2 separate regions of the Mus musculus genome follow, and region 1 is linked to region 2. The links are chromatin contacts, called in public HiChIP or PLAC-seq maps. All regions are on one chromosome and are shown on one strand. The core of a region is the stretch at or near the end of the contact, and the rest is flanking DNA. Distances in the headings are between cores, read along the strand shown. Region 1 has its middle 12 kb from the start of Gm33528. Region 2 has its middle 44 kb from the start of Tbx4.

The links. HiChIP or PLAC-seq counts read pairs in DNA pulled down with a chosen protein or histone mark.
Region 1: a contact with region 2 is called in a FOXA1 HiChIP or PLAC-seq map of pancreatic cancer cells. The contact joins two enhancer-like sites. A contact is called at or near these places in 1 of 115 datasets of contacts at active chromatin or transcription factors (pancreatic cancer cells) and 1 of 9 other capture datasets (embryonic stem cells).

The regions. Positions count from the first base shown.
Region 1 is chr11:86,394,548-86,397,247 of GRCm38.p6, reverse strand. No RefSeq gene overlaps it. Among named protein-coding and RNA genes, the nearest start is that of Gm33528, 12 kb to the right of the region's middle. Within about 2 kb of position 1,322, at least 86 of the 459 cell types and tissues checked have an H3K27ac peak or open chromatin away from gene starts, as enhancers often do. A contact at or near this core is called in pancreatic cancer cells, where this site is marked.
Region 2 is chr11:85,928,556-85,931,255 of GRCm38.p6, reverse strand. No RefSeq gene overlaps it. Among named protein-coding and RNA genes, the nearest start is that of Tbx4, 44 kb to the right of the region's middle. Within about 2 kb of position 1,410, at least 9 of the 459 cell types and tissues checked have an H3K27ac peak or open chromatin away from gene starts, as enhancers often do. A contact at or near this core is called in pancreatic cancer cells, where this site is marked.

The DNA of each region.
Region 1 (2,700 bases), core at 73-2,572, 470 kb before region 2:
GTGAGTCACATGACCCTGATCACAGTTATCTGGATACCTGCCCGATGTGTGGCTATAAACCATATCCAGCAACCTTTGTCCTGTGTGCTTTGGTTTTAAGAGATAAGCAGAAGTCAAGCCTTCTCTCTTGGGAACCTGCAGTGAGGCACAGAGGGAAGCTTCAAGTAGGTTGTGGGCTAAAACCAGAAGACCATAGAGATGCAGAGGCTAGAGGGGTCAGTTGTTTGCAGTCCGGTTGAGAAGGCTAGTGAAGAGGGGAGGTAGGCTGAGTGGGAGTTCAGGAGGGCCCAAGAGAGAAAGGCAATGGCGTTCTCTAGTGCTCGGCTGCAGGCTGCCCAGCTCAGCTGACCCAGGTTTTTGATAGACATAGTTTTCCTGAGTCTTCCTTTTGACCAGCCTAGGAGTAACATATCTTTAGTAATTTGACTGTTTCTAGTAACCAACAGTTTGGATCAGATAGCTCATCAACATTCTGCCTCATGCTGCTCTAGTTATTAATGTGTCCACTCTTCAAAAGCTCCCTGTTTGGTTGCCGTTTCAGTGGGGCCCCTCCATCTCTAGTCAAAGAAAACCACATCAATGGCTGTAAAAGGGGCGGGTATTGCAAGGGCTGGTGTCTGATGCCAAAACCCAGCCTGAAGGAGAGGAGGCTCCTGGGACCAAGGACACAAGGCCTTTTAGGACTTTAGCTTGATCCTCCTCCTCCCCTTCTTCCTCCTTCTCCTCTTCTTCCTCTTCTTCCTCCTCTTCCTCCTTCTCCTCCTCTTCTTCTCCCTCTTTCTCTTCTGTTTAGTGAGACAGGGTTTTCCAGTGTTATCCAAGCTGACCTCAAACTCACTCTGTAGCCCAGAGTGGCCTCAAACTCATAATCTTCTTGCCTCTGCCACCTAAATGCTGGGGTTATAGTTATGTACTACCAAACCTGGCTTAATTGACACCTGGACCAATGTGTGGCTATGAATTAATTGAAAGTTTTTCATTCCTGCAAGTTGTCCTCTGATACACAAACACACACACACACACACACACACAAATAAATAAATAAACATGCCTGTCTTGATATAAAATATATTTGTGTAAGAAGGAAGGCAAACAGGCTCTTCTTTGAATTTCTTCATCAGCAAATGACAGGCAATAGAATGGTTAGGAACCTGGTAGAAGGGGAGCTGACCATCCCTGATAGCAGATCTCTTTACACTGTCACAGGAGGGGGGCGGGGGGATCTAAAGCCAATGCTTGCAAAGAGCCAAGACACACCTACCCATGGCCACCGGAGGGTGCCAGATCACTGGGCTAAGTGCCCGGTCCAGGCTCCGTTTTCAACAATTCTAGGAGGCTGGTCTGTGAACTGAAAGAGGAAAGAGCTGATCCAGGCATATGCCTTGCTTACTGGGGGTGTTGTTAAGTTCTAGGGACCTGGGACAAGCCTGGAGAACTGGGGCAGGACCTTTGGCAAACTCAGAGCCTCAGGAAATCCTAGGATGGGCTCTGTCTGCTCTAAGGTTTCAAATTACCACGTCTGGAAGAGAGCAGGCCATTAAGACGTCAGGACAAGAGAATGCTCAGGGAGATGAGGAAACAGATTGGAGTTGAAGAACCTCTACAGAAGTCGGATAGGGTCAAGAGAGCAAGAGAAAGATATGACCCGTGGCAAATGGAGCTGAAGGCAGCCGCTTTGTGGTGCATCTGTCCTGCAGGCTGTCTTCTGGGAGCACCCTGCCACAATTCAGACTGGGCTGTAAAATTATTTTTCAATCTTAAAGTAAACTCTATTGATTAACGCAACCATACACCGAGATAATAGATATTAAAGCACAAAGTTATAATGACATCTATAAAACCCCAAGGTTAGTTAATGTATAATTATCTAATGTGTGCAGTATTACTTGTCAGTGCTTATCTGTACCTGTTTGCGCACTGCTGGAACCAACACATTGTGGTCTGAATTTGTAGAAAAGGGAGAAAATTCTACTAATCAGAAGACCAGAAAATAGTCAAGAAACAATTTAGGCTGTGGAAAACAAGGAGAGTGTAGGCAAATGACAATAATAAAAAAATATATATTTCATGGTGTCACATCTCTGTAATCCCAGCACTTGGGAAGTAGAGGTATCACGAGTTCCAGACCAGCCTGCACTACATAGCCAGATCCTGTCTCAAAAAACCTGAAAGAGGGCTGGCGGGATGTCTCAGTGGGTCACTGGGGTAAAGGCCTGACTGCGATCCCCAGGACCCATATGATAAAAGAGAGACTCCTGAAAGTTTTATCTGACCTTCACTCTTGTGCTATGGCCCACACGAGCCCACACACTTACAAACAAGCAAAATAAACAAATAAATAAATGTAAAAAAAGCAAGAACATTATTTGTATTCCCATCCATCGTAATTGGCCTTTGAGCCAGGCAGTGGTGCCGCATTCCTTTAATCCCAGCACTTGGGAGGCAGAGGCAGGCAGATTTCCGAGTTCGAGGCCAGCCTGGTCTATAGAGTGAGTTCCAGGACAGCCAGGGCTACACAGAGAAACCTTTTCTCAAAAAAAAAAAAAAAAAAAAAAAAAAAAGGCCTTTGAATCTTATTTTTAAAAACAGAGTTTATGAGCATGTTCAGTTTGATATTCTTTTATATCTACTGTCATCTCATAAATGTCTCTATAATAAAATTATTTTTCATGGCTGCATATGGAACCCTGAATTTTATGT
Region 2 (2,700 bases), core at 161-2,660:
TCAAAGGTTTAAAGATACATAGGTAGAGTCCCAGAGCTACTTTGAGGAGGCAGATGTATTCAGATTGCAAGCTACAGCCGCAAGTCCCGTGCTAGACATCAGTGCTTGGAAACTGAATATGTTGTTTGAATTGGCAGAGAGCAACCAACAGTTGCCTGGAGGCTCTGGAAATGGATCAACCAAAGTGCTATACACAAAATTCAAGGATGGCAAGGAGTAAATGAATCTGACCAGGACTGGAAAGATGGCTCAGTGGTTAAGAGCACTGGTTGCTCTTCCAGGTTCATCTCCTAGCACCCACATGGCAGCTCACAACTGTGTGTAACTCCAGTTTCAGGAAATCCATGGTGTGCTAGGTGCACATATATGTACATGCAGGCAAAATACCCAAACATGAACTATATCCTTTTTTTAAAAAGTTTAAATGAGTCTGACCGAGGAACTGGGGACACAGTTCAGTAGGTAAAACATCTTCTGTGTATGCCTGAGGTTCTGAGTTTAAATTTCAAACACGGATTTCAGGTTCAGAGAAGAGTAGCCCTGTCTAAGAACAAATATGGTGGACAGGGTGGGGGCAGAGGGGTTGGTGGTGGGGAAAAACACTAGCTATGTAAGTCCTGATGCCTGGAGCCCATGTACAACTGAGCTTGATGACTCCTATGTGTAATCCTGGTTATCCCACTGCAAAATGCAAAATGGGAGGGAGAGAATTCCCTTGATGCTCAAGGTCTAGCTTGGAGTACACAGTGGCAGACAACAAGGGAGACTCTGCCTCAAACATAGCAGAGGGAAGGACTGACATTCTAGATTTCCTTCAACTTCCACAAACACATCACGGTGTGCCTATATTCTCACATACAGGTATACACACATGAATAGGTAATAAAGTAGAGAATCAATTGAAGACATCCCAAAATCTATCATCAATTACCAATGGCATGTATGAGTCTTTTACTATTCTTTTGCATTCATTCTAGATTTGACTGTAAAGACATGTGTATATGAATAAACATATATGTATATGAATAAACATGTGTGTTTGAATAAGCATGTATGTGTATGTGTATAAGAGTAAACATACATGTGTGTTTTATGAATAAACATGTGTACACGTATGCATGTATAACATCTTAATTGTCTTTTGTTCTGCTCTGAGCTCCTTGTTGTGTTAGTGGCATGTTTTAAAACACATAGTATTGTAGTTGATTATGTGTCAGTCTTTTATGGTGGTTAGTGGACTTTGTGTGACTAAGCTCAAGATCACAGAGATGTCTTCCAAGTCTTTAAACATGCTGTTGTTTCATATCTGGACCACATCAATCGGAAATGAATGCACACAGTGTGAGTCAGGCCTCACACTTTATTTAGTTTCTTACGAGTACCCATGGGCACAGCACCATCCTTCCCCCACTGTGACACTGTCCTTCTGTAGTCCAGATATCACCCGTGTGGAGCTGTGTCTGAGTCTGCTCCATGCAGCACATGGTACTATGCCATCTGTCACCGCAGACTTCTGACGGTTTCTCACCTTGTGTGTAAGTCTCCACTTCTGTCTTCAGGAAGGCCAGGAGCTTGAACGCTGACTGAGGTAAGCCTAGTAGAAGACTGACTTGTCAGAATGGCTAAACCAAAACCAAAAACTCCTACCCACAACAAGGAAAATCATTTTTTGCAAGTTTATCAGATTTGTGGGCTTGTGTACATGTTGGGGGGTGGGGCAGTGACTACCAGAGGACAACATGCAGGACTCAGCTCTCTCCTACCACCATTCATGCCTGATTGTGTGGGTCTGGGGAGTGAGCTCAGATTCTCAGGCTTGGACACAAATGCCATAGTTGTCATCTCAGGACAAAGAAAGTGTGCCCTTCATTATGTTTATGCTTTATACAAAATGAGGAGTCTAATAATCTCCAAGCTGAAAAATCAACAGAAAAGGTTTTTGTTTTATAGCAGCAGCAGCAGCAGCCCCAGCAGCAGCCTCTGAGGCCCAGGCTAGCCTTTCCTTTGCCTCCCAAGGCTGTGATTACGGGCAGGTGCCACTACACTAACAACTTTTAGTTTTTCTAATGAAATTGTTCTGAAACAAACTAGCTGTAGGTAAAATCTGGCTTAGGATGAGGTTCTATAAAACTCATATAAAATAGTAGAAGGAAATATTCTGTTGCGTAGTGTCTTTTGACTCAGTAAATAGCAGACTCAGTAGTGCCCCTCCCCCCCCCAGAGCCTGACAGAGTAATTAGTGTCTACAGATCGTTTTAAAGTATGTTTAAGAATAATTAAATGCAAAAAGGGAGAGATCGTGAACATCAGAAAAAGTGATTTTTTTTTTTAAAGGTTGAGCTGTCTTTAAAAGAAATCAAACTGAATTTCAGGGGTTGAAACAATATTTCTTGAAATGAAAGTAACCATTGAGTGCATGGGAATGGAAAGTCTTAGTTAAATAAATGGCTGGCTTTAACCATAGACACATGAACTTGAGTCCTCATTAACGATCCCTTCCTACTGCAGGCTTTGAGCTGCTTCCTTCCGTCTTTGCCTAATGCCAGCAGACATGAAGCAGGGAGTGCTCTCCTAAGCTCCACATCTTTGCCCAGGGATATGGTCCTAAACGTTAAAAGTGGTATTTTTAATGAAACGCCATGGAGACAGTAATGCTCAAAAATGATCCAGTAAAGTCAAAAGCGAAAGAGAGATTTCTAG